Linked DNA regions of Mus musculus: region 2 is linked to region 1. Evidence: chromatin contacts called from public HiChIP or PLAC-seq data. All regions are on one chromosome and are shown on one strand. Each heading gives the region's core, a stretch centred on a gene start, on an enhancer-like site or on the middle of the called end of the contact. The rest is flanking DNA. Distances are from core to core; before and after follow the strand shown.

What was found. HiChIP or PLAC-seq counts read pairs in DNA pulled down with a chosen protein or histone mark.
Region 2: an H3K27ac HiChIP or PLAC-seq map of microglia shows a contact between it and region 1, with 5 times the contacts expected there. The contact joins the enhancer-like site here to the promoter of Cfap52 in region 1. A contact is called at or near these places in 15 of 39 promoter capture datasets (the 3T3-L1 cell line, 3T3-L1-derived adipocytes, the C10 cell line and 8 more), 4 of 484 Hi-C or Micro-C datasets (the HPC-7 cell line, cortical neurons and double positive thymocytes), 4 of 115 datasets of contacts at active chromatin or transcription factors (astrocytes, bone marrow-derived dendritic cells, embryonic stem cells and 1 more) and 1 of 9 other capture datasets (embryonic stem cells).

Annotation. Positions count from the first base shown.
Region 1 is chr11:67,963,113-67,968,448 of GRCm38.p6, reverse strand. It overlaps Cfap52 (cilia and flagella associated protein 52), which reads left to right and starts at 2,807. Exons shown (of 14, transcript NM_027963.2): 1 at 2,807-2,927. The coding sequence starts at 2,858. It overlaps Stx8 (syntaxin 8), which reads right to left and starts at 1,991. Exons shown (of 8, transcript NM_018768.3): 1 at 1,932-1,991. The coding sequence starts at 1,948.
Region 2 is chr11:68,471,706-68,477,041 of GRCm38.p6, reverse strand. It overlaps Pik3r5 (phosphoinositide-3-kinase regulatory subunit 5), which reads right to left. Exons shown (of 19, transcript NM_177320.2): 2 at 3,132-3,247; 3 at 1,539-1,639; 4 at 669-737. The coding sequence starts at 3,234. Among named protein-coding and RNA genes, the nearest start is that of Pik3r6, 29 kb to the left of the region's middle. Within about 2 kb of position 2,296, at least 19 of the 459 cell types and tissues checked have an H3K27ac peak or open chromatin away from gene starts, as enhancers often do. A contact at or near this core is called in microglia, where this site is marked.

The sequences.
Region 1 (5,336 bases), core at 1,558-4,057:
TGAATCATTCAGTATAATCTGGTATAGGTGTGCATGAAAAAGAGCAGGTGTTTAAAAAAAAAAACATCAGAATAATAAAAAAATAAGTCCTAGCCCCAGCTTCCCCACACTTTACTTACTGCCTCCATGCAATAAGTAAATAATCTATGAAGACAGGAGCTTCAGTCCAGCTCTGTGACGGCACATCAAACATGTAAAACCCCGTAACTAAATCCTGTTGCTTAGGAACGGGACCTAACTTAAGTGCCTCTAGAGCTGGGGAAAGGAGAGATGACTGATGAGAGAGGCACTCGTACGGGCTGGGCCACAAGAGGACAATTTGGGCCGACTCTAAACAAGACTAAAGCAGATTTCCCTATGGGAAGGAGGAGCCGAGTCTAAGCACTGTGGAAGGCACATGGCATAAGCAAAGATGAAAGAAGAAAGCATGCCTGGCACGTTCTGCCACGCGGTGGTCCTGGGAGGAAGGTATAGTGCAAGCAGGACAGATGAGCAGAAGTCAATTCTCTGCACAGCGTGGCACGGGGGTCTAATGAGATCAGACTTACGGGAGAATTTTACCCAAGACACTGAAGCATTTCAACTCTTTTACTGTTAGTCTTAACTGTTTGACTCAGCGGCTTTCTCGTTTGCCAGCTGAAAGCTTTCTGGTCTTGCTGGGGACCAAACCCAGGGTGTCTTGCGTGTGCTAAACAATCGTTCTACAACCGGGCTAAAATTTGAAATAAGTTATGTACACTCAGATGATGCACTGATACACATTAAAAATCATGTTTTTAAGACTACCTTTTAAGGACATGGAGAAATGCTCCCTCCCTGCTTTGTAAAATACAAGCAGGATATAGATCCAAACAATAAATGCATTGGAAAAAAAGGTGAGCACTGATTGCTTCCGAGGGATAGGGGTGCTTTTTACTCCCTTCAGATACTCAGCAGTCTCTCAATTTTCTACCAGGGGTGTATACAATAGTTAAAACTTTAGGACAAAATTCAGCACTTGGCTGGGCTTGGTAGCAGAGCCACCATTTTGGAGACTGAAGCAAAAGGGTCAGGGATTCAAGATCAACTTGGGCTCCCCGAGACACTGAAAAACAAACCAACAACAAACAATTCAGCAACTGGCCCAAATAGCCTAGATCCCAGATAACTCTAATTCTGACCTTGGGATCCACTCTCTTAATATTCAAATTTATCTGCCATCAAACAACTACAAATTGTACCGGAAACACCACCATAAGGCATATTCTCCAACACAAACTTTATAGGAATGCAGTGTTATAAATTATTCATCAGGAAGGTCAGGACTTTATAGCAATTTGTTCCTTGTACAAAGATGTTTTTCATCATTCTCTCCTTGGGGTCTCTTTGCTGAATAAATGGACCTTATCAGGCACTTCCTACTTCGTGCTGACATAAGTCTTCATGCTACTGATGCAGGAAAAGTGCAAAATTTCCCCTCCCAATGTCCTACAAGTTTTCTGTGAAAAGCCCATAGCACCCGTGCCCAACTAGCTACTAACTGGTGACCATGGAGTGTGAACTTCAGTTTATAACCTTTCTGGGGATTACTGGGTGAAGGGATACCCCACCAAAAGGTTATTTTGACCTCACTTTTACAGGAGCCTGGGGAAGTCTATGCATGCAGTCAGCCACAAGCATGATGGGCAAGAAGCCCCAGAAAAGGGGGGCAAATATTCGATTGCTCAAGTCCCAGCTCCCCCAGGTCATAGCCTACCCTAGGACCACAGAGTTAGCACCGAGTAGGCAGTACGTGGCTGAGTCCCCTCAACAGGGGGAGGATTCTCGCTGATCTTCATCCCTAAGGCCGCCAGCCTCAAGCTCAAAGATGGGCAGGGTCTCTGCCAGTCCCTGGAAGCCAGTTCCACCCCCAAGTTAATCCCCATACTCTGCTGCCATCACCGGCAACTCACCAGGGGTCCGGGGCCATGGTGCAGTCTCCGCCCGCAGCTGGGACACTTCCTGCTCGTAGCAGCTGACTACGGCGGCCCGTGCGGCTCATTCCCCGCAGTTCGGAGAGTGCGCGACCCGAGCCCAGAGTTTGCAAAGTGAAACCTGTTTTAATTGACCTCAGAACGACGTCCCCGCTACCCAGAGCGCACCCCTAAGGGAGTGGGTAGCAAGAATCTATTTTTGTTAATTCACATGAATTGCTGGACGCAAGAAAAATAGTTAAATTGTTGAGCAGAATCAAAACATTTTCCCAGGGAATGGAAACGCGTCAACCCCGGCTCTCTGTATTTTTCTTCTTAATTCAAAACAGCAAGACAAGCTGGGTGTGATAACTCAAGCCTGGAATTCCAGCACTTGGATGGCTGAGGCAGGAAATATACATACAGGCAACATATGTACCATACATGCATGAATACATACATACATACATACATACATAAAAATAGTTGCATACTGTACTAAAACGTTTTTAGTGATTTTTTTAAATTTTTCTTTTAAAAAGAAGTATCAATGCCATGTTTTTTATAGCAACCTATTCATCATAGGCAATTCTCTGTGCTCAATTATTCTGTGTTCAATTATTTTTAATAATCATCACGAGGGGCTTAATTGTATAGTTTTTAAAAAGTCACAGACCTGTACACGGGAGAGGAGGAAATTTACCTTGTGCACTTAGCGTCAACCTACCACCTACATTTCCAGAATGGATAAAATACATACTAAGGAAGTCCTCCCAACATTTGCAAGAGGGGAAATCAACTCAAACACAGTGGGCTGGGTTTCTGCTCCTGCATGAACCTAGCACGCATGCGTGCGCCAGTTACCATGACGACCAGGAGACGCTGCACCCTGGAGTTGAAGAATCAATGAGCTGAAACTCTCCAGGATGGAAGAACAAGTTTTACCCGAGCTGGATGTAGCAGAACTGGAGCTTCAGGCTGTGATCGGCTTCAATGGTGAGACCTTGAGCAACCATGATTTGATGCCTCAGGGACAGTGAGACGCTGACCTGGTAGCGCCTGAGAGGCAGTGGGAATAGCGGCAAGAGTGTGGCCAGGCACCACCCGCCCCAGGATGGTGGCAGATCTGGGCCTCATTCCTGAGCCTCAGGAACTGGCATGGGTGTAAGAGCTCAGATAAAGCTCCTCCAGAGACCAAATGAGCCTAACTCGGTAGGAGTATGAATAAGGGTCTTTCCCAAAGTAAGAACTCAAAGGTTTAAGACCAGGATAGAAGGGAAGTAGGACATTAAGGGAGAAACCTTTTTAATTCTGGAGGGGCCTTCTTGTGGTGCTCACACTTTATTTGTGACTGTCGTGGTAAATATTGAGAGAGAAATGCTGTGATTGGGGGTCGTGTTTGGCGTGTAGCGAAAAGGCAAGGAGTTAAATTTTAGGGGGAAAATTGATTTTTTAAAACGAATGTAGTGCCTGAAAGCTTTACCGTTGAAAGGATGCGGTGCGGAACGATTACAGAGTAAATAAAGGTTTAAGCGCTCCTGGCATTAACTCTTGAGTCTTCGTTGCTCTGTGCTGCTTTAATTGAAAGCCAGCGTTTTCTGTATCTGAGCCAACACTGTCTGTAGAGATGGACAAATATTACCGATAAGAAGTGATCCCTGGAGAACTGCAAAAAAATATTCTGGTGAGCCGGTCAGTGCAAAGACACACAAGATCTGTGATTGATTTTTTTTTAAGTAATTTACTTTATGTGCATTAGTATTTTGCCCTGCCATATGGATGCTGAGATTGAACCCTGGTCCTTCGGAGGAACAGCCCATGCTCTTAACCACGGAGGCATCTCTCTAGCCTGTAACTGAATTTTTGCTAACACAGTAAGGAAAGAATCTTAAAGTGTATCAAAGTTTGGGAAAAGGGTTGCTTAAAAAAAAAAACAAACAAACAAAAAAACCTGCGTGGGTGTTTTGCTCAGAGCGCATATCTGTGAACCAGTGCCCAAGGAGGCCGGAAAAGAGCATCAGATCCCCCAGGACTAGAGTTACAGACAGACGTGAGTCCCATGTGAGTGCTAGGAATGAAAGCTGGGTCCATTGGGAAAGAAGCCAGGGTTCTTAACTGCTGAGCCAACTCTCGGGCTCCTTGTTTTATTTTTAATTATGTGTATGGGGTGGAGGAATGGACATGTAAGTGCAGGTGCTCGTGAAGACCAGGAGAGGGCGCCAGATCTGGTGGCAGTGAAGTTACAGGTGGTATGTCCTAGGAAGTGAGGTCAGGTCCTCTGCAAGAGTTGTGTACACTCTTGCCTAGACTTCTCCCGAGCCCGTGGGAAAAAGTTATTTATTGAAAGAAGCCAAGAAAAGACTGATTTTTTTTATTGTGAAAAGACTCTTTTTGAATTTAAATAGTCTTTAACCAGAGGCTAAGGATTGGGGTGCAGATCATTGCAAATGGCCAGAAAAGGGGGGGGGCTGAGAAATGGAGAGTGAAGATCCAGGAAGGGGGAGGAGGCGGGGGCGGGGACTAGACTTTGAGGTCAGAGTTTAGAGTTCACATGAAATTAATCATATGCTAGGCCAACCTAATCTACATACTGAGTACTGAGTTCTAGGATGGCCAAAGCAAAAAAAAAAAAAAAAAAAAAAAAAAAAAAAAAAAAAAAAAGTTGAGAAGTTGAATGCAAAATTAGAACTCATAGTAACAGTTGTGTTATTAAACTTGAATTTGAAAACGGTGATGCATATATGTAACTGTACCAGGTATTGTACTCTGATGTGAGCTTATCAAGTAAACAAACAGAATATAATTGTGTCAGATATGGAAACATCAGGCTGTTGCTATTGAGAGTCTGGTCACATTCAACCGATTTTTCCATTATATCTAGAGCTCTTATAAGTTAAAAAAGCAACAACAACAGATCGGTCAGGGATCTGCAGGCCAGATTGGTCCCACTGTGTGTTTTGTAAATAAAGTTCCATTGGAATTCAGCCATGTCCTTTGTATTGGTGCAGTCTATGGCTATTTTCACACTACACTAGCAGAGATGACTGACTGCAACACCGGCCGTATGGCTCAGAGTCTAAAATAAACCATATGGTTTGTTTTTCTGGCTCTGTAGAAAGAGCTAAGCTCCTGAAAAACATAATGGCAATAATAACAATGTTAGTAATCATAAATATAAATGTCTATCCGTTAAAAGCCTAAAAGTGTTATTAAAACAGTGACATCACTTTTTATTTCTCAAATAAGCAAAGGCCATATATATATATATATACATATTTATATATATATATATATATATAAACATAAGAAGATAAAAGTAAGGCATTTTCTTTTTTTAAAAGACTTATTTATTTTTTATTTATTATTTATTTATTATTATTATTATATGTAAGTACACTGTAGCTA
Region 2 (5,336 bases), core at 1,047-3,546, 510 kb before region 1:
CTTAAGTAGCCCAGGCTGGCCTTGAGCTTGTCACCACCTCTTAAGTGCTGATTTCATGCAGTGCCGAGGATCAAACCTGGGGCCTCATGCTTGCTAGGTAAGTGCTCTCCCCACTGAGCCACACACTCAGCCCACAGACCACAGTTTTTCCAACACTTTTCAGAGAGGAAGTCTCTCTGAAAAGCTGTCAGCTCGGAGGTCGTGGTAAATGGTGCCATGGTTTCTACTCCCTTTGAGGAACTATGTTCTGTGCAAACACGATTCGTATGTAAATATTCTCATGAGAGGCAAATATTTTTATTCTTTGGGTGGACTGAGTTCAGTACGGCAGCCGTCATTTGGTTCAGCAGACTGGTGAACGCCAGGGATAACCCCATCAGATAAGGCTGACCCCTCGGGTGAAAGATGCGCTGGACACAAAAGTCTCCCAGTGTAACTTCTCATGACCGCGCTATGACACGGTTCCTCCATAGAAGCCAAGAGATAGCAGGTACCATGGCAGCCATCTACATCAGCCAGAGGCTTCCCAGGGTGCTATCAGAAGGTCTCGTTCCATCTCGAGTGTCCTGGCTCCCAAGTTTGTTTGTCCTCAGAGAGGTGAGGCCTCTGGCCCAGGTAGAGCCCACTCTCCCCTCTCATCTCTCAGCTTCTGGCCTGGCTGTACTTACACAGAGGACAGTGGAATAGAAGAGCAGAGCCAGCGGGGCGAGGAGGTCATAGGTGCCTTTCTCTTGGACCTGTGGAGATGAGAGGGAGTTCAAGGTCTTTCGGCCATTGTGTAACTTGTGGGCAGGTGGCATACAGCGCTTCTGTGCTGACCTCAGTAGATCAATTCAGACATTTCCTTCTCTTCTCCTCTCTCCCAACATGCTTGAGACCTTCCACAACCCTCCCCCGCGCCGTGATTCCAAGGCAGTGGATCCTTTATGTGTCACAGCGTGGTCATGAGAAATTGGGAGCATGGTTTTGAATTGGTTTACTTGTGACCAGCAAGCAAACACACCAGGTAAATCTCATACCAGGATGGTGGCCGCGAGTGCTGCCATCAGGAACGGACTTACATGACGAATCCCACTTACAACTCAGAAAGACAAGAAACATAAAAGAGAAGCCTCCATGAAACAGCTTGAGTCATTTTGGGAACTTGGCCCATCCTGGAACCTCAGCCCCACTCAGCATTACGTATGTAAATAGAAGCCCGCACACTGAGCTGTCAGAGGAGGCCCCAGCTTCCCTTCCCAATTAGAGTCCTCTTCCTTGTCTCTGTTGCTGTGGATCCTTCTCAGGAAAGGAACTCAGTGAAGCTTCCTCGCTGCCTCCTCTTCCCTCCTTCAGGTCTATACCCTGACTAAGAGCATCATCTACCCTAAGCTATAGCTATGAACTCAGGTCCACACGGGACCCGCTGTGTGTTTACACAGGACAGGATAGGACATTCCATGCAGGAGCAGAGCAGACAGGAGCCACAGAGCTGACCTAAGTCCTGCCTTTACAATGTCAATTCTATCTGTGCTCATCAGTGTCTGCTTCACCCTCACCTCTTGGGTCTTTTGTAGGATCTGTTCCAGGAGGATGAGGAAGTGGCCCGGGTCCCTGCTGACCAGCTCCTGTAGGCTCCAGCAGTTCAGACACAGCCCGGCTAGACAGGGGGCAAGTTAGATCAGTGGTTAGTTTCACTCTCTCTGGCTAGCTATAGGCAGAGCTGTAGAGAAGAGGGTTTATTCTGGAACTCTGATATGGAAGAGTATATGTGAATATTTCTTTCTAAATAGAGTCTTGGAGAAATGGCATCAGGTAAAAGCCCCCAAGCTCCACCAGGACATGTGAAACCGGACCTGGTGGCACAGGTCTTGAAATCCAGCATTTGGGAAGCTGGGGCAGTTGGATCATGAGTTAAGGGGCACCGTAGGCTATGTAGTTCAAGGCCAGCCTGGGCTATATAATGAAATATACTGAGTAGCAATAACGATGATGATAGCAAAAGAAAAAAGTCCGTAAGACATAAGAACCCATTTCTTAGCCCTGGGTCTGAGGGGGCTCTTTAGCCACTGAGGTTGTTGATCAAAGCTAGAATCCCTTAGAGGCCAAAGAACCTGCTGCAACTCTGTCCCTGCACCTCTGGGGGTGGCGGTGGTCCCAACAGTTGTCCCTGCCCAGCTTTCCTGTAGTGGGTGCCAGTTCCTACCAGATGCAAGGAAGTCGGGCCAGAGGTAAAAATTGCTACAAGACAAGCGCTCCACCCTGTGTCTGAGACAGTCATGTGTCTTCCTAAGACTGCTTGGCAGAGGAGCCCAGGAAGGAAGGGGAAGCTGGACTCACTGCGTCGAAAAGCTCTGAGCCCTTCCTTGTCACTGGGACTTTCTGGTTCCTAACTTCCCTGAAATCATCCAGGGCAAACCCCTAAAAATTCAAGAGGTGACCACAGGGACGGGGGGCTGCATCTGTGGGGCAGGGAATGATCACAGCAGGGGGTGGAAGGGGACATGGTCTTCTCGGAGTGGGAGCCATGCTTCCTCAGGTGTGTGGGTGCTTTTCAAAACCCTGGAAGCTCCTGGAAGTGTTTGCATGTGCCTCTAGATTCATGTCTAACATGCATGAGATGTTAGGTTCAACATTTAGCACTGCAAGAAAAAGAGAAGGAAAAATACCAACCCAACAGCAACAACAATAACAAAGCAGCGGCGCAGAAGTCAGACATTCCCTTATTTCTTATTTAATGATGCTTGGCCCCAACACTATGTAAACTTGGCTGTTATCAAAACCTGGGAAGGGGCGGGGGAGAAGGAAAAATGTTCTTCACTGACCATTACTCTGTGCCACTATGGTGCTAGGCTTCCTTACACAGTCTCTCTGCCCAGGTTCCTGCTTCTAGTCATTCGTATTTCCATTATCCATCGGGCTCTCACAAGGACAAGTGGATTGTACAAGGCTGTGTAGTCAGTGAGAGTCTTAATCCAAATCTATCTGGTTCCAAAGGACAGAGAAAGTTGTCCACAGAGGCGGCATCTGAGCTGAGACCAGCATAAGAAGGGGCTGGGTTCTTAGGGAAGAGATCCAAGAAGCAAGACCAGAGGTTCCAGATGAAACCTTCATCTGAGGCTCTGGAACGTCTCCCAGTCCCCCAGACCTACCTGACCAGGGAGCAGAACGGCGTCCGAGGCTCAGTCCATGCAAGCATCGCTCCAGAGCATGCTGGATGCGGTCCTCTGTGCACGTTGTGGCTGCTGGCTGCATCCTGAGTCATTGCCTGCATGGGGGATGGATAGACATTGGTCAGCTGGTTGGGCTCCCTTCCTGGAGAACACCAGGCTAGGGGAGCCCTCAGCCCAGCAGGACAGTAATAAAACTGGCACTCGCAACCCACTTGGGTGCTCTGGGCACTGCAGAAGGAGGCTCCTGGCTGTCTACAGGGAGGGAGCAGCTTCCGGAAGGTTTATCCGTATGGCAGGAGAGGACACTCACGGGACAGAAAAGCATGGAGTGGAGAAAAACAGAGTTCCAGGATGGGAAAGGAGCGGGAAATGGGATGTGCCTACTCACTGGGCAGTAGGGAGTGAGGAAAATGTCCAGGGATATCTAGAGAATGGCCAGACCTCTGACATCTGGGCAAGGGACCTCCAGGGAGGAATCAAAACCACGTGGGAGATTTTCTTGTGAATTTCCAGACCTGTGTCTCCTGGTCCTGCAGGGGTGGGGCTGCAGGATCTCCCTCCACATGCTGGACACCCCAACGCCACTGCAAGGGCTAGGACAAGGGTGGGGGTCTCTTCCCACACGTTGCCTCACCCTGTACAACCCATACCACCTCAGCTCGGATGTCCAGATCCTTTCTGCCTTGAGTGTTTTGCAGTCTATCTAAAGCCCTTGCCCATTGCCCTTCCACATTTTCCTGAGGCTTAGCTGGCCCAACTAGGGGGCCACAAGGAGCGGACTTCAGGAGCGGTTTTAACACCAGGTAGGAAACTGAGAGTCTCCAATAGAGCAAACCCCATGTCTTGGTTCTGGAGAGAGCTTTCTGGGTCCTTTGGAAGCTAAGACAGGCATTTGTCATGATGATTAAGCCAGGTTGTGGCTTCCACCAGAGCGAGACCCAAACTGGACTCTGATTTTCGCTAGTCCCAAGATTTGTGGCAAATGCCTGAGCTTCCCCCAAACCTCAGTTTGCTCATCTGTGAAGTGGGGATGGTGATGGTGCAGATGTCAGGAGGCTGTGGGGAGGAAACACAAGGCCCTAATTGAGCATCCCTGAGAGATCTATACCACACAACCATCTCTGCCACACTTGCCTGCCCTCCGGGACTTATCTCACTGTGGACATTGTCCCTGGGCTGGTCAGGCAAGGTCATCCAGGACACTGAGGAAGTGTTGGAGCAGTCCTGTGGATCTGAGGACCAACCAGGAAACCAGAAGAGGAAGCAGAACCTCCAAACTGAGCCATGCAAACGACATGCAAAGAGGGATAAACTCCCAGACCCAGATGCCCAGATCTCAGAGCCTCAATCTAGGCAAATCCTCCTGTCTCCCCATCTAGATGGAGAACAAGCACCCCCTGAAAAGTAAGCCCTTTGTGAGCTGTCCCACAGATGTCCCTAGAGAATGACACATCGGGAAACTGGGATGGCAAAGCAGCACCCATGAACCATATCGTCTTCCATTTCCTGACCACCTACTATGTGCCCAGGACAGAGCAGGCACGAGTTCCTGGGTGGAAGACATTGACTCTGACAACCATACAAAGGGGGACTCCTGGGAGATGACAAAGGCTATGAAGAGTGGATAGTGCTGGGAGAGGGAGAGCTGGCCAGCCACACAGTAGGTTATTTAGAGTCTTCAAAGAGGGGACTTAAAGCCAGACAGGGACACCTAGGGTTAAGTGAGGGGAAGAGGATTCCAGAAAGAGGAGCTAGTATTGCCAAGGTCTGGGTGTAGGAATGAGCTTGCCAAGGACCTAGACCCTGGAGCACGGTGTCAGGACACGGGGTTTGCCTGGAACACAGCCTGACCCGGGTTCCATGGCCCCAGATACTGGGATGGTGATTTGAGTTAAGAAGAATACTCATTTACTGTTCATGATCAAGCCCCTAAATGTTATTCTTGGTGATGTTGAGATGCCTCAAGGTATCTGTAAGCCCTTTCAGAACGGCTGCCACATTTGCCTTCAAACTACGTAGAATCCACTGCCCCCCAGGCAGATGAGGCAGTTTCCTGAGCTCAGCTATTTTTTCATCTTGGGCTGTGCTGGTACCCAGCGAGCCTGAATGACCATGGGGTTAACACCTGTGATGAGCGGCTGATCTCAGTGACAGTCCAAACGCTAGCTCCTATACATCATGTCT